Regions from separate parts of the Mus musculus genome. Here all the other regions are linked to region 5. Evidence: chromatin contacts called from public Hi-C, HiChIP or PLAC-seq and promoter capture Hi-C data. All regions are on one chromosome and are shown on one strand. The core of a region is the stretch at or near the end of the contact, and the rest is flanking DNA. Distances in the headings are between cores, read along the strand shown.

Evidence for each region. Promoter capture Hi-C pulls out the DNA fragments that hold promoters and counts their contacts. Hi-C and Micro-C count contacts between places; a contact is called where the count stands out from the background. HiChIP or PLAC-seq counts read pairs in DNA pulled down with a chosen protein or histone mark. Capture Hi-C pulls out chosen DNA fragments and counts their contacts.
Region 1: a contact with region 5 is called in an HNF4G HiChIP or PLAC-seq map of pancreatic cancer cells. The contact joins the promoter of Card10 here to the promoter of Rpl3 in region 5. A contact is called at or near these places in 2 of 39 promoter capture datasets (both in liver) and 1 of 115 datasets of contacts at active chromatin or transcription factors (pancreatic cancer cells).
Region 2: a contact with region 5 is called in a promoter capture Hi-C map of liver, with 2.8 times the contacts expected there. The contact joins the promoter of Slc25a17 here to the promoter of Rpl3 in region 5. A contact is called at or near these places in 10 of 39 promoter capture datasets (the 3T3-L1 cell line, 3T3-L1-derived adipocytes, the SN4741 cell line and 5 more), 1 of 15 datasets of contacts at CTCF or cohesin (large pre-B cells), 2 of 115 datasets of contacts at active chromatin or transcription factors (astrocytes and large pre-B cells) and 1 of 9 other capture datasets (liver).
Region 3: a contact with region 5 is called in a promoter capture Hi-C map of liver, with 4 times the contacts expected there. The contact joins the promoter of H1f0 here to the promoter of Rpl3 in region 5. A contact is called at or near these places in 3 of 39 promoter capture datasets (liver and pre-B cells), 1 of 115 datasets of contacts at active chromatin or transcription factors (large pre-B cells) and 1 of 9 other capture datasets (adipose tissue).
Region 4: a Hi-C map of B cells shows a contact between it and region 5, with 6 read pairs. The contact joins the enhancer-like site here to the promoter of Rpl3 in region 5. A contact is called at or near these places in 3 of 39 promoter capture datasets (the 3T3-L1 cell line, liver and pre-B cells), 1 of 484 Hi-C or Micro-C datasets (B cells), 1 of 115 datasets of contacts at active chromatin or transcription factors (pancreatic cancer cells) and 1 of 9 other capture datasets (liver).
Region 6: a promoter capture Hi-C map of pre-B cells shows a contact between it and region 5, with 4 times the contacts expected there. The contact joins the promoter of Nol12 here to the promoter of Rpl3 in region 5. A contact is called at or near these places in 4 of 39 promoter capture datasets (the C10 cell line, liver and pre-B cells) and 2 of 115 datasets of contacts at active chromatin or transcription factors (large pre-B cells and pancreatic cancer cells).
Region 7: a contact with region 5 is called in a promoter capture Hi-C map of the C10 cell line, with 2.3 times the contacts expected there. The contact joins the promoter of Sh3bp1 here to the promoter of Rpl3 in region 5. A contact is called at or near these places in 1 of 39 promoter capture datasets (the C10 cell line) and 1 of 115 datasets of contacts at active chromatin or transcription factors (pancreatic cancer cells).

Annotation. Positions count from the first base shown.
Region 1 is chr15:78,801,724-78,804,423 of GRCm38.p6, reverse strand. It overlaps Card10 (caspase recruitment domain family, member 10), which reads left to right and starts at 1,382. Exons shown (of 21, transcript NM_130859.2): 1 at 1,382-1,569; 2 at 1,792-2,043; 3 at 2,654-2,700. The coding sequence starts at 1,440.
Region 2 is chr15:81,359,125-81,362,015 of GRCm38.p6, reverse strand. It overlaps Slc25a17 (solute carrier family 25 (mitochondrial carrier, peroxisomal membrane protein), member 17), which reads left to right and starts at 1,251. Exons shown (of 9, transcript NM_011399.3): 1 at 1,251-1,339. The coding sequence starts at 1,286.
Region 3 is chr15:79,026,656-79,029,681 of GRCm38.p6, reverse strand. H1f0 (H1.0 linker histone) reads right to left here and starts at 1,470. Exons shown (of 1, transcript NM_008197.3): 1 at 1-1,470. The coding sequence starts at 960. The coding sequence ends at 376.
Region 4 is chr15:78,987,334-78,990,202 of GRCm38.p6, reverse strand. Triobp (TRIO and F-actin binding protein) reads right to left here. Exons shown (of 25, transcript NM_001039156.1): 13 at 2,255-2,311. Among named protein-coding and RNA genes, the nearest start is that of Mir6956, 13 kb to the left of the region's middle. Within about 2 kb of position 1,327, at least 109 of the 459 cell types and tissues checked have an H3K27ac peak or open chromatin away from gene starts, as enhancers often do.
Region 5 is chr15:80,082,053-80,084,785 of GRCm38.p6, reverse strand. Rpl3 (ribosomal protein L3) reads left to right here and starts at 1,380. Exons shown (of 10, transcript NM_013762.2): 1 at 1,380-1,462; 2 at 2,204-2,396. The coding sequence starts at 1,460. Snord43 (small nucleolar RNA, C/D box 43) reads left to right here and starts at 1,880; the gene lies at 1,880-1,927.
Region 6 is chr15:78,933,585-78,936,539 of GRCm38.p6, reverse strand. Nol12 (nucleolar protein 12) reads right to left here and starts at 1,607. Exons shown (of 6, transcript NM_133800.3): 1 at 1,465-1,607; 2 at 1-61. The coding sequence starts at 1,550.
Region 7 is chr15:78,898,299-78,901,272 of GRCm38.p6, reverse strand. It overlaps Sh3bp1 (SH3-domain binding protein 1), which reads right to left and starts at 1,505. Exons shown (of 18, transcript NM_001316684.1): 1 at 1,312-1,505; 2 at 85-127. The coding sequence starts at 1,370.

The DNA.
Region 1 (2,700 bases), core at 133-2,632, 1.3 Mb after region 5:
GCCCCTGCTTCCTCCTTTGTAAAGGGATAGGTTTGCATTAGAATTCAGTCCTTTCTACAGAGCTGCTTCTGCAGGTGAACTGGTGATACTCCAAACAAAACCAAGTCAGCAAAAGTCTGTGGTTCTTCAAGGCTGGGAAAGGAACTAGGTTATGTAGGTAAACTAGTTTCTTTACTGCAGGGGCTGTTCAGGGGTTGTGGTCAACCTTGTTTCCTTGGGTGAGTGATGCATCTAATTCGGAAAGTATGGGTGGCTTTGGGGACCTACACATCTTTCCAGATCCTCTGTGTCCTCTTAACCCTGTTCTCGCCACCCCGAGGGCACTTTCCAGTGCCCAGAGAGCTTCTAGCATGTGACTACAGGACCTTATTGTGGGAGTATTAGTCTCCAAGGCAGAAGGGAGTTTTGACGCTGCCTTTTCAAATGTAATTGATTTTAACCACACTCCCTCCCACCCCGCAGGAACGGCCATTTAGAAATGCAAGCATCCTGGTCCCCGTGTGCCATCAACTTGACTCAGGAATGAAAGTGCAGTCAGTCTGGACACTTGCAGGGACTGACTCCCTTCTTTGGAAAGGTGCCCATGACCCCTCCCCTCTGCTGCCCACACAGGCTGTCCTGGGCTTGGTGAAAGATGTGAGCTCTTGGCAGCGTGTTCGGGAACACTGAGACTGTGGAGGGGCAATTGTCCAGGTCACCGGCAGATAAGAGGCCTAGCTGGGAACAGGATGCAAATGAATGCAAAGCTGAGACACACACAGAGAGAGACTCACAGCTGACCGGGGCTTTCAAGTGCCTAGGCACAGGGTGTTTGTGGGAGGGAGAGGCACGTGAGTAGTCTGTCTCCGGTCGAAGTCCTGCTCAACACTTGTAAGGCCATTATCCCAGAACATGGACACGTGTGAAAGTTCTGCTAGCTTCTGAGGCCCTGTCCCACACTTTGCAGATATTTCCTGAAAGACAGATATGTATTATGTGACTTTCAGCAGAGTGAATATACCTACCATGCGAGTTTAAGTGGGAATGATGGGGCTCTGTATATGAGGTCCGAGCCCAGAGCTCGCTAAGTTGGTGTGACCTGTTGACTTCAGGGCGTGTGTGGCTAGTGGAGCGGACACTTGTCGCGTTCAGGGTTCCGGGTGGCCAGCTGCACCGGGAGTCGGGCTTGTAGAGGGTGCAGGCTGGTGTTGTGCTCATGGTGGGGGACAAGGTGAGCAGCAGCGGCGGCAGTGGCCCTGGCGGTGGCGCGCGGGGTGTGGGCGCGCGCGTGGCGGCTCCGCCCCGTCGGGGGCCGGGCAGGTGTGGGAGGGCCGTGCGGACCCCGCCAGGACTGGCCCGGAGAGCCGGCGGGAAACAGGAAGCGGGGGTGGGGGGTGGGGAGGCGCGGCTGGCCCGCAGAGCGGCCGGGAGGACGACCGGAGCGCAGCGGGTCGCGGGCAATGTTGGGTGGCCCGGGAGGCCGCCGGGCTGGGGGCGGAGCCAATGACCCCGAAGGCACCGCCCCGTCGCGCCTCCGGAGCCGTCGGCCGAGCACAGAGCCGGGAGCTCAGGGCAGCTGCAGCGCCCGTGGTGAGTGCGGGGAGGACACGGGCGGGACAGCAGCGTGGGGACGTGAAAGGACGCCGACGGGACGCCCGGGAGGACGCGGGCGTGACCTCTCGGGGACCCGGGAGGGTGCAGGCAGAGCAGCTTGGGATCCCGGGAAGACGGAGCCCGACAGCGCCGGGACCCGCGGGCGACGCCCAGGTGCGGTGACCGCGGCTCCGTGCCCACCGTGCTTGTCGCCCGCAGGCTCGGAGGACGCGGCCATGCAGGGCCGGGCGGACGCGGGCGAGGCTGACGAGGAGGCTGGGGCGGGTTCGGGGTCGGAGGCCGAAGAGGACGCGCTGTGGGAGCGGATCGAGGGCGTCCGGCACCGACTGACGCGCGCCCTGAATCCGGCCAAGCTCACGCCGTATCTGCGCCAGTGCCGCGTCCTGGACGAACAGGACGAGGAGGAGGTGCTCAGCACCTACCGTTTCCCGTGCCGCGCTAACCGTACCGGTGAGCCCGCCGCCAGGGGTTTCCTCTCCCTTCCTAGGCCCGCTCCAGAGCAGACAGCTGGATGTGGTTGCCGGTGCCGATGGCGACCCCTGTGGGATCTTTACTGTGCTCTTTGACCTCTCTGGTTCTCTCTGTCCCATTTGTGTATCCCTTAAAGAATCAGTTTTTCTCAAGAGCTCAAATCCGGGCTCAGTTCTCCGAGGCTCCTCTCCCACTGGGCGTCTTTGTACCAGGACTGTCAGAGGGACTAAAAGTATCAGGGAACTTAAGTCAATGAGAGCATTTTGCCTGGGAAACGCAGGCATCCGATGCCCCCGGGCATGCGTAACGTGTGTGTGTGTGTGTGTGTGTGTGTGTGTGTGTGTGTGTGTGTGTGTGTGTGTGTGTAGGGGTTGCTGGGGACCTGCTCCAGTGCAGGTGCTCTGGGGAGGGTCTGGTGTTCCTAGCCAGGGCAGACTGAGCTTTGCTCCCTGATGTGTTGGGACAGGCCCCGGTGTGTGTCACAGCCCAAAAATCTGGGGAACGTAGGCCCTGGAGCATTGTCGGGGTGGAGAGCAGGGGCACTGGGGGAAGACCTCATCCTGACCCCTGTCACAACCTTTACCCTCAGGGCGCCTCATAGACATTTTACGCTGCCGGGGCAAGAGGGGCTTCGAG
Region 2 (2,891 bases), core at 2-2,501, 1.3 Mb before region 5:
ACTGAATAAAACCCTTTTCTCCCCAACTTGCTTCTTGGTCATGATGTTTTGTGCAGGAATAGAAACCTTAAGACTATCACAGTGGAAGGGTAAAATACTGACTTTGCTTTTAGATTTACCTTTATGTGCATGAGTGCATTTATGTAAGCAGTCCTGGATTCTTTCAGAGGACAGAAAGCTGTGGCGTCTGTCCCGAGGGACATAGAGGGTTGTGTGATAGCAACTGAAGAGCAAGCGTTCTTAGCTGCTGAGCTATATCTATACAGCCCCAAATTGTCAGTTTAAACAAACTATGCTAGAGGTTTAACTACCGGGCCTCAGAGCCTTGATTCTATATCTCGCAGCGGGTGTTGGGATGGCTGAATGGAGAAACGAAGGTTGGAGATATTGACCCACCCCCTTATCTATGGCTATCAGCTTATCCTGGAGGGTTGCTTTTGTTTTGACGCTGTTTCTATAGTTCTGGCTAGCCAACTCCACTTCTCAGCATCCATGGTACTGGGATTACAGGCTACGTTTTAGGGTTTAGGTCTGTTTTGGCTTTTGTTTTGAGACGAGTCTCAGCCCAGGTTAATCTCAAATTCTCTCTGTAGCTGAGGGTGACTCTGTACTAAATTCTTTTAACAAAATTATTTAGTCGTGTGTGTGTGTGTGTGTGTGTGTGTGTATGTCTTAGTGTGCGCGGAAACCCGAGAAGGTCAGACCCCCTGGAACTATACTTGCTTGGGATACTGGGACCTAAACGAGGATCCTCTGCAAAAGCAGTACTTGTTCTTAACTGAGCCAACTCTTCAGTCCCCAGATCCTCTTTCCACTTCCTGAGTACTGTGTTTACTGGTGTTTATGGTTTGCTGGTAGTCATGCTAAGCAAGCACTAACAACTGAGCCTGCCAACATATATTTTGCAAGGAACTGGGGTGCAGGAGTCATTAAGGACTTTTATGTCCTCCCGTTTTATGGGCTTGACTAACCAATTTAGTGTGCAAGCACACTGACAGACTGAGGGGCTAGGAACCTTTGCAGGGGGTGCTCAGAACACAGATCCTTCCATAGCCACTGAGCATTGCTCCGCCCCTTGACCGATCCGGACCAATCGATGTTCAGGGGCGTTCCTGGGCATTTCACACTCGCCTCCCCGGCTGTTCTCCCCAGCGAACCAGGGCAGTCTGTGACCCGGAAGCAGTCGTTCTGGTGGAGGCGGGGGAGACTTCTGAGAGGTGGGGCTTGAGACGGTCCTTTCACGAACCCGCACACTCTGAGGCGCCTGAGTGAAAAGTGTGGCACCATGGCCTCTGTGCTGTCCTACGAAAGTCTGGTACACGCCGTGGCCGGAGCCGTGGTGAGGAGGGGTTTGGGGCTTCGAAGTAAATCTCGGGATGGGTCGGGGAGAAGGGCACGGGGGAGATGTGGGGACCGAATCTGTCACAACTGGAACGAAAAGGACGGGCATAAATGGAAAGTTGCTGCTACAAGAGGGAGGGCGAGGCCAGGAGCCACCCTCTGCCGCAGTCCCCTCTGGACTTTCCCAGAGACTGTCTGGACTATCAGTCACAAAGGTCCAGAGGGAATAGGGAAGAAGATAATTGCTATTTTCTTTGCCTTCTGAAGTTTAAAAGTTTAAGGCCAACCCTTCCCTTACCCAACTCTCACTGCACACAAACTTCGTCCAAATTGGTCCTGCGGAAAAACTAAGTGTGAAGATGGGGTGCTTGCTGTAAGTCTACTGCCAGCCTGGTGTCACACCTTATCCCAGGCAAGTGGCAATAGCTAATGGAACATTCCTAGTCAGCCTTATTGCCAGGAAAAGATAGGGTGTTTGTTTGTTTATTTTTTAAGTCAAGATCGGTGGTGTTATGTACTACCTGTATAGTTACTGTGAGTTAAGTGCTTTGTTCTTCGATTTAGAGGTATCTAAGTTCCTTCCATTTGACACTTCCCTTTTCCCTGAAACTTCACATTCTTGGCACAGGTAACATTCCTCCTCTGGTTCTTTTCCTCAGACTGTTTCCCATGTTCTTCCCTAACTCCCAGCATGTACCTTTAGCCATGTAGAGTCACCGTGGACCATTCCTATCCATTCAGACAGCTTATGTTCCGGTGAAGAGTAATCTGAGTTTTTTAATTCCAATTCTATCATATGTTTACCAGGTAATCTCAAATCTCACGTTTGTAATCTATGAAGAGGGAAGAAAATATTACACTTTTCTTCTAGACCTTGAGAAGTAGGTGAGGGAATATTACATGGTGTCTTATTCAAAAGAGTCGCGTTCCTTTAAATCAACCAGAAGTGCCTTTTGCTCGTTATGAAAGAACTGGGGTGGAAGTTTGTTGTGACATGTTTTCAGTTGGTCATAGGGACCTGTTTGACTGAAGTGGAAATGCAAATGGGGGGCCAAATGATTCATGACTTTGTGTAGGAAAGGGTCAGTGGTTGCACTTACTGATTGACATTTCAAACCCGATCCTCTCTGCTGCCCTGTGGAGAGTAGAATACGGAAGGCACATCTCTCTCAGGCAAGAGATGGCTGTGACCTATTGGTGGAAGGGGTAAGAGAGCATTTGCCTGGAATGGATTTATAAGAACCACCAGGATTTAATGATAGCTTGGGTGTAGCTTAGGGTTGCTTGTGTCTGACAAATTTTTGACTCAAGGAACATGAATGGTCTTCCTCCCAAGTGAACTGACAGTGGTTGTGAAGACTCAAGTTTGGGGGAAAAGTTAAACTTGGTTATAGTTTTGAAGTAGTTAAGGTTGAAGTCCCTGAGAATAGCATGACATTAAATGATTAACTCGCCAAGGAAGTGAACAGGGGACTAAGAAAATAACAGTGACCCAGTGGAAAAGCTGGCTGACCTTAAAAGGTGGGGGAAGGGAGCTTGTGTTACAGAGA
Region 3 (3,026 bases), core at 221-2,720, 1.1 Mb after region 5:
AGAAAGTCTTGGAAGACAAACCTTAGTTCCTGGGTCCCCTCACCTAGCCAGAACTTTGCCAGTTCCTTCATAGTAAACAAACCACCGACTGAAACACACATCCTCCCCCCTCCCATCCCTAACCCCGTAAGAAGGTTAATATCAAATCAAGAAAAAAGTACGTCTCCATCATTACAAAGATGAGGTCTGTTTGCTGTCCTTGCACAATAGGTTAAGGAAAAAGGAGTCATTCCACAATGTCTGTATGAGGGATCCAAACTCTGTCCTCTTTAATAAAGTCAGAATAGAATGGGCAAAGGGTTGCAGATGGAATCAAGTGAGGAAATGTATTTACAGAAAACAGGAGGGAGGAAGGAGTGTCCCCAAGCAAAGTCTTCACTTCTTCTTGCTGGCCCTCTTGGCACTCGACTTGGCTTTGGGCTTCACGGTTTTGGCCTTCTTGGGTTTGGAGGCCTTGACTGGTTTGACTTTGACAACCTTGGGCTTTTTGGCTTTCTTGGGCGTGGCAGCCGGCTTCTTCTTGGCCTTCTTGACAGGGGTGGCTTTGGGTTTCTTGCTTGGGGCTTTGGAGGCAGCCTTCTTGGGCTTGGCTGCCTTCTTTGGAGTGGCCACTTTCTTGACTTCCTTCTTGGTCTTCTTGAAAGCCACCGACCTTTTGGGCTCATCGCCCTTGGCCAGCCTGAAGGACCCCGAGGCGCCCACCCCTTTGGTTTGCTTGAGAACACCGGTGGTCACTAGGCGCTTGATGGACAACTTGATCTGGGAGTCGGCGTTCTCACCCACCTTGTAGTGGCTCTTGATATACTTTTGGATGGACTGGCGCGAGGAGCCGGCACGGTTCTTCTCTGCCTGGATAGCAGCCACGATCATGTCTGAATACTTGGGGTGGTCCGTGGACTTCTTGGAAGCCTTGGCCCGTTTGGGCTTCGCCGCCGGGGCGGAGGTGGAGTTCTCGGTCATGGTGGCCGGCCTGCTCCCACTGTTCAAGGAGCCTTCCGATGGGCCAGCCCTCGCCGGAGGCTGTGCAGAACCTGACTCGCGATCTGCTCTCCCGCTCCACTAGCAGGCCAGACGCAAGTGCGGCTGCCGGGGACGCGGGCTACGCGTGGCTCCTGTCCTCCCGGCGCGGGTCGCGAGCTGCTCTGCGCTCCCAGCCCCCACCGTTCGGTCGCTCGCCCGGCGCCTGGCGCTGCCTCCGCCTCCACAGCCTCCCTTTTCCCAGCTCTGCGTCTGGCGCTCGGGCGGCGCATCCGGGTATTTAGCGGCGGCGGGCGGACCGCGGTGAGGACTGGGCTGCTGGCTGCCTGCTCCCGGCCCGGAATGGCGCCGCGCTGCCGCCATCTGTGTTTCTTCCGCCGAGCAAACTCGACCTTTCCCGGCGGCCCGGGCCTTCCCGCTGCCCGCCGTCTCTCGAGGTCTCTGCCCGGCTCCCTAGGCTTCCCTTCTGGGGACCCTGGCGCCCCGGCCGCCGCCCCCCGCGCCCGCCACGAGCCTCAAACGGCGCCGAGGAGCGCTGGGGCGCCGGCACATTTCCCCTTTGCGGGGGGCTGGCTCTGCGGAGCCGGGGAGCCCCGGGGCTTGAGACCCCCCGTCGGAAAGCTCCCCCCTGGGACTACCAGGAGCCCCACTCCCGGATGCCTGCGGGGTCCCCCAACCTGGCGGAGCGGCTCAGAAGCGGCCCCAACTAACACACGCGGCCCTGAGCTGGGCGACTCCCAGCCGGGCCGAGTCGGGACAAGGGGGGAGGGGTCGCCTCCCCAGGGTCCGGTCACCTCTCGGGGGTCACCCGACCACAGCTCCTCTGACACCCCTACCCCCTCTCTGCCTGCGAGGCCCTCAAGGAAACTTTCCCTGAAAGAGTTGGAAGGGCACTTTCAAACTTTGTCCCTTCCCCCTCTTGAGTCGCCTTCTCCCCTCGATGCACCCCCGGACCTCGGCGAGTTGATTGCTCTCTGAGCCCGAGCCCCCCAAAGCTTCCTGGGACCCCTGGAAGATGCGGACAAGCCTCCCGGGCGGCCTGCTCTCCTCAAAGACCCCCCACATCTCCCATGTATCTGAGTATGAGTTCATTTACATGCCTGCCTTGTTAGCTAGGGAGTTTTGGGGATGTAAGAAGCAGGACCACCACCCCCCAGGCCCACCCTAGGGGTGAAGGTCCCCTCTCCCACTGGCCTCTTCAAGGTGGGGTGTGGCTTGATGTGTGTGCAGTCTCTATCATAGGTGCTGTCCAATGGCTCTGATCAGACATCCTGGGGACCCTTAGGATGCGCAGAGGCTCCTTGTGCTTTTAGAGACTTGGAAAAATGGGGCGCAGCGGGAGAAGCCGAGGAGAGAGTTCTCCTTTCCCTGGTCGTGACTTAGGTGTAGGAGGTTTGCAGTCCACCAGGGAGCCGTGGTCCCGACCACCGCCATTTTGCTGGGAAGATGCCATGTCTTTGTTAAAATGTATCCATCTTTCCCGCCCTGCTTGGCAAAAATCCACCAAGTGAGCAAGGGGCGCCACCATCTGTAGTCCGACCTGGGGCTGTTGGGAGTCCTAGGCTCCGAGAGAGTTTAGAGGCTCCGAGATTTGCCGAAGAGACCCCCAGAGAGCCCAGAACCTCTTGTCTGCTGCAGACATCCTACTCACAATGTTAGGACCTCTTGGCAGCGGCTCCGTAGGGTTCTGGTGGTATTGCCTACCTGAGCTGGATCCCCGGACCCTGGTGTTTTTATTCCCTAGCAAAAAGGCACGAAAGTGTTTAATTAAACATTAACCTGGGAGTGGGGAATTGTAGCTGATCAAGATGAACTAACCTCTGCTAAGGCCTGGGGCTGTTTGTCACACCAGAAGGAGCAGCTTAGATGAGGGAGCTTTGAATTTGGGGGAGATGTGGGGAAAGGGTTACTGGGCTTGGGAGTCCCTGAGACCAGGCACACACACACACTATAGGTTAATCCAAATGATTGGAGGGGAAGGCCAGGTGCCTTCATTACTAGCTTATCTGGGTGAAGGGATTGCTGTTTGAGGCCAGGTTAGTTCAAAG
Region 4 (2,869 bases), core at 78-2,577, 1.1 Mb after region 5:
ATGCACCATCATGCCTGTATTATATGATGCTGGGCATCAAGGCCAGAGTCTTGCCTGGTAGGCAACCATTCTATCAACTGAAGTATTTGAAGCTCATTCAGGACCACTCAAGATATCAGAGCTCAGCATAGCACGTGCCTTTCTCCAGTGCCGATGAAGGAAGGTACAGGCTCTGTGAAGTTAAATGCCTACAGGGGCAGTGACTAAGTGGGGCCAGACCTCTGCAAGTCTTTCTCTGCGTGCTGGCCTGACACAGGGTCAAGGACAAAGGCCTCTCAGACAGAAGGACTAGAAAGAGGCCTGGGGCAGGCAACTGAGTGTTGCTCCCCCATCTGTGCTGCGGGCTGGTTACACACATGTTCCGGTGTGAGAGTGCATTGGTTAACCCTCACATTTGTGATTCCGCAGTGTGAGTCCCTGCAGTACCTCTTTTAGGCTGGGAAGCCACATGGGAAAGGGACAGGCAGCCGAGCATCTCATGTGTGTCTCAGACGACTGCTGGCCACTTTCCTGGGATCCTAGTTGCCATCAGCCCACTGCTGGATCAGTGTGTCCTGGTGCAGCCCTCTTGGGGCTCCCCCAACACCACAACCCTGCCTAGGCTATTTCCTATTTTTATCCCATAGGGACATGATACGGTTTCTAGCATTTGAGGGTGATGCTTTCTACTTCTTCCCAGGGGTCTCCCCTGAGAAACAGGGTTTAAGCACCAAATGCCCAGAGTGTGAGTGTTGCCTTGCCATGTGTCTCTCAGCAAGGGTCACCACCTCCCCAGCCTTCACTGTTCTGACTCTACACTGGGAATGGCAAGAAGTCTAGATTTTGGGTCAGGCTACAGGTTATCTGTCGTTCCCCCCACCCAACCTGCTCCCTCCTCCCCGCCCGAGACAGGGTTTCTCTGTGTAGCCCTGGCTGTTCTGGAACTCACTTTGTAGACCAGGCTGGCCTTGAACTCAGAAATCCGCCTGCCTCTGTCTCCCAAGTGCTGGGATTAAAGGCGTGTGCCACCACTGCCTGGCACTCTTAAAACAATCTTGCTCCTGGAGTGGACTAAGGTACCACTTGGGAACTCAAGTGTCTCTGTGAAGTGAGGAGGGTTCTATGGATAATGGTTTCTTGGTTGTCTAGGTCAGCTCTGTCCCTAATTGTAACAGAAGATGGATGAAGCTCTGAGGGCCCCAGGTTCTAGGCCTGGGCTGCCCAGGGTATCACTCAGCCTGGAAGAGAGCTCACTCTTGTGGCTCCGACTCCCATCTGTACATGAGGGGCTGGGGCTGGCTGCCCTCCCAAGGCCCTTCCAGTTTGGACATTCCAAAACCCAGTGAAAGAGCATGAGTAATGGCCAGTTCTGGGTGGTGCCCATAATCCCTCTGCCCTCCAGGGACTTGGGGTAGGGAGGCCAGAAAGGGGTCACTGGCAGGGCGCCAGGCCTTGTGTGAGCCTGGCCAGCAGCCACTAAGGGATGGCAAGCAGGCAGCGGGGACAGAAGGCTGCGGGGAATTAAAGCGCGTGGGCAGGAAACACAATGCGATTCCCCTTGGCTCTGAGCCCTGCCCAGCATGCGGACCGCATGCAGATCTGATGCAGATCCGAGCCATGGGCACATGCAGGCAGAGTAGGCGGAAAGCCAGTTTAGCTCCCAGCCTCCGGCTTTGCCTGGCCGCTGAAAGAGCAGAGCTGGTGAACGGCACCACCTCAGCTATTTCCAAGGCCAGTCACAGTAGACTGGAAAGACGGAGGGGTGATGAACTAAGCTTAGAAGCTTCCGGCTCCTCACGCAGTCACCTCTGTGAGTGACTCTGTTCTCCATCATACCCATGTCACAGATCTGCTGACTGAGGCTGTGGTTCCACCGACAGGTCTGGCCTGTGTCCTGTGCCCTACTCTGTACTGTCTGGAAGTTGGTACAACTCAGGTACAACTCGGGAAGCCTTCACCCCAGACCCTCAGACTCCTGTCAAGCATTGTCATGAGGAAGGAGAGCCAAGATACTCCTGTCGAGAGCTAAAGATGGGATCTGGAGCGTGCATGGCAGGGAGGCTCCACCCTGTGCCTCACATGTTAAGACTCATGAGGAAGCCTAGAGCCAGCAACCTGTCCCTCCTAAGCATTCACTAAGCCTCTCCCTCGACCAGAAATTCAACTCCATTAGGGTTTTCACTGGCCCTCCCATCGGACCCCTTTACCCACCCCAAGAGCCTCTCCACGGAAGCCCTGCATCAGCCCGGCCAGTCCCTCCCCTCCAGTCTCCTACCTCTCCAGGCTCATCCAAGATTGACATCCATCCTTTCTTGAAGTTGAGCAGATCGGGCTACAGGAAGATGAGAAGGCAAATGGTCAGACTCAGTGTGAAAGCCGACGGGGCTGCTAGAAGGGAATGCGACAGTCATCCTGTCGTAGTCCTGGTGACACTGAGGTCCTGGGAGACCAACGGCGAGGGCAAAGGACCCAGAGAACTTAACTCTCCTCACCTACCCCCAAACCAAGCAGACTCCCCGCCACTGAGACAGCCTTAGACCTTTCCCCCAGCATCTCCCCCTCCCCAGGTGTCCAAGCTCCCCGGCCCTACCCAAGATGGGGAGAGGGAGAGACAAAAGGAACTTTTCCTATAAAGAGAGCCCCAGGGAATCCAGAGAGCAGCCTCGAGAAATAGCCTAGTCCTCTTCGGTAAGATCTAGGTGGGCCACGCGGAACACAACCCAATGTTCTGTCCAGGCCACCACTCCTACCCTTCCCTCATCTCCTAGAGACCCTGAAAGGTTGAGCCAGGCCAGGCTGAGGGCAGATATTCTAAGGCCTCTTCCCCTTACGTCTCCTTAGACAGGCCATAGCACCTCAATCCTGGCAAGCCCTACCTGGCGGGTCCTAC
Region 5 (2,733 bases), core at 131-2,630:
ACTGGAGGGACGTCTTAGGAATTAAGGGCTCTTGCAGAGGACCAAGGTTTGGTTCCCAGCACAACAACCATCTGTAACTCCAGTTCCAGAGGGTTCCATACTCTCTTCAAATCTCCCCGGTACTGCACATATGTGGTGCACGTGCATAAATGAGGAAAGCACTCATAAATATAAAATTAAAAAGAGCTTATTTAAGATATTCTTAAGTGGCGCTCCTCCACTTTCAGAAATTATTTTTTAAATTTTAATAAACCTATGTTGCTGTTCGAAAAATAAATTCATTAAGAATCTTGATCTGGAGAGATGGTTCAGAAGTTAAGAAAACTTGTCATCCCACGGGACCCAGGTCTAGTTCACAGCATTAACAACGGTCCAGGGGGATCTGACACTATTTTGACTTTTTTTTTTTTTTTTTTTAGATTTATTTATTTAGTGTATATATGAGTATAGAGGTCACCTGATCCCATTACAGATGGTTATAGGCCACAATATCGTTGCTGGGAATTGAACTCAGAATATCTGGAAGAACAGTCAGTGCTCTTAACCATTGAGCTATCTCTCAAGCCCTTATTTTTTTTTAAAGATTTATTTTTATTTTATGTATATGAGTACACTGTCGCTGTCTCCAGACACATCAGAAGAGGGCATCGAATCCCAGTACAGGTGGCTATGAGCCACCATGTGGTCACTGGGAATTTAACTCAGGACCTCTGGAAGTGCAGTTGGTGTTCTTAACTGCTGAGCCATCTCTCCAGCCCGGTTTGACTTCTGAAAATGTCACGCACGCCCGTGGCGCACATTCGTACACACGGGGGGGGGGGAACCTCACACATTTGTAAATCTGAAATTAAGAACAAAATATGAACGGGACATGACATCTGGAGACTGAATTGGCAGAGACAGGACTTGAGGGAGATGTGCCCGAAATCATGGCGCATTAAAGGCATGGCTTGATTGGAAGACTGAGAGCAATGTTGGTGATCACATCAAAATCACTGGTTAGGTAAAAGAGCAGTTTCATTCAGTCTATCTTAAGAGCTCACGAGAACAACGCAGTCAGTTGTCTCACACTAAGCCTGCTTCAACGCCGTTGTTTTCGTTGCTGTGTGGGACTAGCCCTGTGTGATTCCGTTCTAGAAGTGAGAGGAAGCACAATGCCTCCATTTTTCTTCATTATCATGAAATTTGGCTGCTGCAGAACGCCGTAGTTCTTTACATTCTAAACCTCAGCGTCGACGAGGCGTTTCGCTAAGCTTGAACCCAATCATTCTCCGTAGACCCTATTTGTCAATCCTAGTGGGCGGGAAAAATGTGTGTAAAATGACATTCGATGCGCGCCCTTCGACCCGACGCCTATGCGTCAACACGTTCGCACGCTCAGGGGGCGGAGCCATCACTTGGCTTTATATAGCCTGCACTGGCTCCTGGTCGCTCTCTATCTGCGGCGTGTGGCGGCGAGATGGTACGTATGGCCATGCTGCCTTCTAACTTGGTCTCCTGTGGGCCTGGCTTGTATTCACCTCCCATCGGCGCCATCCCTGGCTCGCCAATCCTGAAAGGATGTAATAGGGGATCGATGTGAGGGCCGCGACCGTCCGGAAATTCAGGGACCTTAACGGCCTTACGGAGGATGTGTGTGGGACCGGCCTGGGCCTGTGTGCGACCCATTTGATATCAGCGTAATCCTAAGGGACTTATGGAATGGGCTGTTTTGTGCTTAATTCGAGGGTAGTGGTCAGTCTGGTAGGGATGGCCCAGGTCTTTAGGAATGCATTGGTTAAGTGGAGAAATTTGGCAAATCGGGTCGGGTCTCCATTTTGGAATGTTATAAGAGTGGAAGGTGCATCTCTAGAGTTCTCAGAAGCCACAAATGATGAACCTTTTGACGGGCGGACAGAAACTCTGTGCTGAATGTCAAGTTCTGATTTGGCTTTAGGAGGGAGTGTTTGAGGCCGACTTGCATTAGACTCCATCTTGATACGCCATGTTGCCATTTAGTCACATGGGATACTCTTGAAAGTTCACCCATCGAGGTTTTAGTATAACTAAGCTGTTTTGTGTTTGAAAGGCATGGAAACTAAAAGCATTAAGCTGAAGTCTTATTGCAGTCTGTCCTCTGATACAATTCCTTTAAATGTGGAACCCTCCTTTGGGCTTGATTGGAAGACTGAGAGCAATGTTGTGATCTCTCCCTTTACCTCAGTCTCACAGGAAATTCTCAGCTCCCAGGCATGGGTCCTTGGGCTTCCTGCCTCGCAAGCGCAGCAGCCGGCATCGTGGGAAAGTGAAGAGCTTCCCTAAGGATGACGCTTCCAAGCCCGTTCACCTCACAGCCTTTCTGGGTTACAAGGCTGGCATGACCCACATCGTCCGGGAAGTTGACAGGCCAGGATCTAGTATGTACAGTACTTCCTTGTCCAACTTGGGCTGTGTGTAATTTTGCCTGTAGTTACAGTAAATTCCCAAAGGAGCACAATAGCTTCATCCTGGGGTGCTTTGTGGTAAGTCTAGAACAAAGCCTGACTTAGTGTGGTAGTGCCCACACTAAGGGAGCCTAGAAGTGTTTTGGCCTAGCGAAATTTAACACAGATTCCTGTGCAGAGTCCTGTTGGGGTAGTTGGTTGTTTCCATGCCAGTGCCTGTTATCAACCCTAGGTACTCTGAAAAGGTAGACACATTTAACAAGTGTATTCTGGACATGAAACCAGACTAGTGATAAAGCTCCTCTTTGAG
Region 6 (2,955 bases), core at 358-2,857, 1.1 Mb after region 5:
CTCTTCAATGGCTGCCTTCTTGCGCTCTACCTTCCGCTTGTGGAAGCCTGTCAGGTACTCCCTGCAAGAAGGAAGAAGGGGAGAAGCCAGGGGAGTCAGGAGGAGCCAGGAGGAAAGCAGGGCTCTACAGAGCTCCATAAGTTGCCTGACTCTCTCCTACCCACCAACCCATTTTACCCTCTCACAGCCAACCCTTAATTTATAGATGGGGACTCTGAGGAAGAGACTAGGATACTCATCCAAGGTCACAGACAATGCAGTCACAAGTCATTCAATGACAAAGGTACCTTCGAGAAATGAGTTGTGAGTCCTTGCTGGACCATCAGAGTGTACTTACATAATAATCCTGGGTGGTATAACCTACCACACACCTATGCTGGAAGCTATAGTCTCAGTACGCGCTCCATCACTAACCAAACGTCACCTAGCTCACCTGGCCTTCCTGCCCCTTGCTAAGTACACAAAAGGCCAGGTGGTCAATACACAGAGCTGGTGGTCACTGTTCCCACACTGGCAAACTTTATTTCATAGGAGTCACTTCTAGTAAGGCTTTCTAATAATGCCTTCACCCAGACCCCAAAACTCTTTCACTGAACCAACCAACAACCAGTCCTCAAGGCCACCTGACTCCTGAACCCACCTGGGTCCTGTGTGGCGGGTCCTAGGAGTGCCCCCACCTTCCTGACTCGTGCTTCCTTCTTCCTGTCTAATCTCTGCTGTTCCTGAGTTTGCTGTATTGGAAGTTAATTACGCTTAGTACCTTATTCGAGCTAGGCAAATGGTCTAATAAATTAATTCGTTTATATTGTCTTGGAGACAGGGACAAATTGTCCAAATGCCCATACCGTTCTTGAACTTTCCCGCACAGGGTTTTACTTTGCAATCCTCCTGCCTCAGCATCCGGGATGGCTAGGATTATAGGTCTGCACTACCAGGCTTTGCAATTACGGTTTCCGTTGGTACACTACACCAGGGGTTTTAACTGTATTTTGCTACTGTTATGGATCGTAATGTAAATATTATCTCTTTTCCGATGGGTTTAAGGGGGTCGCGACCCACAGGTTGAGAGCCATCAGACCACAAGGTGCTATTTACGGTGACACTAAAAAGCAGTTCAGCCTCTGGTCTCAGGCTTGGCTGGCACGCAGTCTGGTGCGTGAATCAATGAACTAAACCTCTCTCATCCCATCGGCTCGTCCTTCGTCAACAACGACTGGGAGCCAGCTATGGGCTGTGACAATAGACGGCGCGGCACTCCGGTGGTCCAAGGCGCAGCGCTGAGAGCCGTAAACAGCGAGGGAGGAGCGGGCGACTCCATCCCCCGAGGTGGGGAAAGAGGAAGGCGAGCTCCAGCTACATCCAGGGGCGGGGCCGGAAGAACCCTCCGCGTGGGCGTGCGCGCCCTGTGCCTGGCGCGCTTCCCCCGGCAGCCCGACGGGAGTCTCTTTCCACCCTGCCACTCACCGCCGCTTCTCTTCATCAAAGTTGAGAACGAGCCGGGGCCGCCGGTCGTCTCCATCTCTTTTCTTCTTCTTCTTGTTGCGGCCCATTGCAGTGAAGCTTCCGGCAGCGTGGCCGCTTCTGACTTTAAAACACTTCCGGGTGTAGCAGTTTCAGATTTCCGGTAGGGCGCTCTTCGTGGCCTTGTTCCACAGTTCCGCAGATTTGGCTCCACCTTTTAAAGGAGCCTCCCGTCCTGCCTCAGCTTTGGTTCAGGTCTTCTGAACAATCCTCCCAGAATGGCTTCGGTGAGAACTAGGCTCCCCGATTCCATCATCTGACCTGCCTCGAACAAGCGCTCAATCTGGAGTTATTTATAAACCGCTAAGAATTACTGAACTTAATTGAATTCAGATGTCAACTCTTTCATGATTTCCTTGAGCGAGGGAAACTGCCTAGATGCAAACACTGGTATTCCTTTACAAAGTATGTGACTCAAAAGCAATTGCCCCCCTTTAAAAAAAAAAGATTAAATCATAAATTATGGGCTAGGGGAGGTGGCATACATCTTTATCCCAGTACCTGAGAGGCAGAGGCAGGTGGATCAAAGTCAGCCTAAGCTACACAGTGAGTTCCAGGACAACCAGAGCAGAGCTAGACAATAAAGAGACCCTGTCTATAAATAAATAAGTAAGATTAAAAAAATACTGTGCCTAAGTGAGTTTAGGTCTACTGTATGAGGACCTACAAGGCCAGAAGACGGTATGAAATCCCCTGCAACTAGAGTTACAGATGGGGGCTGGTGAGATGGCTCAGCAGGTAAGAGCACCCGACTGCTTCCGAAGGTCCTGAGTTCAAATCCCAGCAACCACATGGTGGCTTACAACCATCCCTAATGAGATCTGACTCCCTCTTCTGGTGTGTCTGAAGACAGCTACAGTGACTTACATATAATAAATAAATAAATCTTAGAGTTACAGATGGTGTGTGAGTCATGTGGGTACTGAGAATCAAACCTTGGTCCTCTATAAGACAAGTAGGCACTGTTAACCATTGGAGTCATCTCTCCAGCCCCCAAATTGCCTTTTTCTTTGTGTCTCACTTTCCTATTTATAAAATAGAGATCATTGTAGTGACTTTGTAAGGCTGTAAAGAGGTGGCCCTGGAACTCTGGCATGCACTTAAAGGCTTGCTGAAATCCAAATTGAGGGTTCAGGGTTCAACACACTTGGCAGGGCCCCAGAATGTCCATTTCTAGAACATTCTCTGGTGACCCTGAATATTGCTCCTGCGTGCAGCAAACTGAGAGCCGTGACTGTGGTGGGACAAGTGTGTCGGGTCAGAAGTGCATAACACAATATTCTCCCAGACTCAGTTGGTGCAGAGGGAAATCTCTGAGTTCGAGGCCAGCCTGGTCTACAGAGTAAGTTCCACGACAGCCAGGGCTACACAGAGAAATCCTGTCTCAAAAAACCAAAGCCAAACGGGGTGGGGGGAGAGCAGGGATTGTGCCAG
Region 7 (2,974 bases), core at 256-2,755, 1.2 Mb after region 5:
TGCTGTCCCCGCCTGCCAGCCTCTATACTGACAGCCTGCATGGGCCTGCCTCCCAGCCCAGCCCGCCCAGGCCCAGGCACGTACCTGCAGCAGGTCCTCACCCAAAAACTCGGCAGTCTCCGGGGTGCTGTGGGGGAAGGGGGCTTTGGATGAGTCAGTCTGGGTTAGGGAACCCACTGCCTCCCTCTAACCCCTGCACATGGAACCTGAACCCAAGATGCTTCCAGGACCCACCAAGCCTGGGTGGCCCGTCCACATCGTAGCTGGAGCACATTCCATGGTAGTTAAGAGGATGCATGCCTGCTTCCTCCTCCACCCAGGGCTGTGTCCTGGGAGAGGGTGGACCCATGACACCGAAAAAAGCAGGAGGGAGCTACCCAGGGCCCAACTTCGGGACAGAGGAAAAGTTTCTCATCTCCCCATCCCCCTAAATAGTTTGCCTGGCCCGGAAAGAGGAGGCCTAAGCTGGCCCCCAGAACGGGAAGTGTGGAAGCTGGTCTCCGGGGTGGCCAGGCCCACAGGCATACGACATTGGACTGCAGCTGTGGGCAGGTCTGGGGACTCTGCCCAAGGATACATAGGGACATGGGTTCAGGGCAGAGTGGCTTGGCTTCGTAGGTACATATAAGTGTTTGTGTCACTGCAAGGTCTGGATCAAGTTTCTGGATACACGGTCACCTCTCTGGGCCCAAAGAATGGGGAACTCCCAGGCTGGGGAAGAGGGACAGAAAGAAAGGCTCCGAGAAACTCCCCAAACTTCCGCTCCCATAGTTTTGGGGCTGGGAACCGAGGAGACCAAGGGGTGTCTCTACCTGAGCCTACGAAAAGCAGAAGCAGGACCAAATGGCAGGAGGCCCCTGGGTTGGGGGAGGGGACGGACACCCAGAGCAGAGCAGGCCCCTCCTCCCCAGGCCAGAACACTGCCAGTCCCTTCCCCCAGGGTCTGGGGCCCCCGATCGGCTCCGTTCCTCCCCTTCCCTCCAGTTAGAGGTGGCTAACTGTTCCCATTGTCCGGAGGGGACAAATGAGGTTCCAGGCAGCGTCTTGGCTCAGGACGCATTCTGCTCTCTGCAGCAGCCTCTCCAACCGGGAATGGAGGTGCCTTCCCCCGCTCCCCCTCCACCGCCCGCAAAAGCCAGCTATGCTTGTGCGACCACAGTGACTTCAGACCCCAGGAAACGAGGTCAGGGCTCTGGCATGCCAGAGGGCCGCTGCCTAGATATCTTCGACCTCTGTGACCAGTTCCCCACTCTCCTGCGCTCGCTCAGGTCCTGCGAAACGATAGCACGGCTAGAAGCGGGTGACACTCACCGTCCCGAGCTGCCCGTGTGGGCCAGCTGCCGCATGCGGTGCAACTGCCTCTTCATCATCTTGGGTCCGGGCAGGGGGCCGAGGAGTCACCTTGGGGGTTGAGGCTGGCAGCCCCCGGCCCAGCCTGCTTCCCCGCGCGCTTCGCCCCGGATGGGTGGGCGGCGCTCTGGCTTCCTGGGCCGGCGCGCTCCTCTGGCTGGTGCTGGCGCTGGCGCGGGCGCTCTCCTCCCCCGCTCACGACTCCGCCCCCGGCCCCCAGGTCACTCCTTTCTCCAAGTTTGGAGTCTCTCTCTCTCTCAAGTTTGGAGTCTCTCTCTCTCTCTCTCTCTCTCTCTCTCTCTCTCTCTCTCTCTCTCTCTCTCTCTCTCTCTGCTTCCGGGCCTCAACGACCCCCGGGTTGTCCGACCCGCCTGCCGAGTGTCCGTCGGTCTGTCTCTCTGAGGTCCGCAGTTGAGTGCGGGCTCTTCCTTCCCGCAGCCTGTCCTGTCACCGCGGCGGGTGGCGGGAAGCAGGTAAGCTGCTCCTGCCATCACCGCCCTGGGTATAAACAACCTTTGCTCTCTTAGAGGGAAAGGAAGGCTGCCTAGAAGGGACAGGCCTTCAGGACCTGTGCAGGCCAGTCACTAGGGGATGCTGCCTGGGGACTTCTTCTCCACCATACTATTCCCTGACCATCCCCCTTGCCTGCTGGACCACTGGCTCAGAACTTGGGGTACCTGGGACTACCAGATACTAATGTCCTTGGATCAGTCCCCAAAATTCTGCATTCATTGTGTATAGTAGCTTGGTAGGACAACTGTCCTTGTCCAGTCTATGCCACAGGGTAAACAAGATACCCTGGTCTGCTTGGTCTGCTCGTCAGCCCTTGAGGTCCTGTCACTCTACACTTTAAAGAGTCCCAAGCTTTGACCGCTTCCCCTATTTGTAAAACTCTTTCTCATTTCTTTTAGCAAATGTCCCAGGCGCCTGCCCTTCCTTCTTGTCAGGCCTTGATATGTATGGGTGCTGCTCTGAACCCCCAAACCCGATTTTCTCTTTGAAATGTTCCGCTGAACACCAGCCTGAGCATACAATAGGTGTTCATAGCTACAGAGCAAGAGAGCCGGTGGGCAACTGCAAGCTGACTTCAGTATGCACCCTTCAGGCTTGGGAGGGGGAAGGGTGACTACAGGAAGCCCTGTGCACCACACCAAGCTTTGCTCTCTTAGTTTCAGTTCAGAGCCATACCACTTGAGCACCTACTGTGTGGGGGTAGAGAGTTGGTGTGCTCCTCAAAGACTTCCCTTTGCTCCAGACATCTCTGTGTACCCAGCACAGGTCTGGCACATGGTGTTCACTCAGCCGCTTTCCCCATTTAAGAAGTCCTATCGAGTGTGGGAGGAGCCCAGAGGGGTCCCAGCAGCTGCTGCAGCCAGAACATACTGGCCAGGAACAGCCACAGCCTCTCATCAGTGGAATCCTGGCTCTCTGATGGGGAGTTGAGAAGGCAGAGCAGCTTCCTTGTCTTTCTTTTTCCGATGGGAAGGAAGGCTGCTGCCCAGTGTTTGGAGAAGAGATGGCAAAAGATTCTAAAGAGGGGGCTGGAGAGATGGCGCAGCAGTTAAGAGCACTGACTGCTCTTCAGTGGTCCTGAGTTCAACTCCCAGCAACCACATGGTGGCTC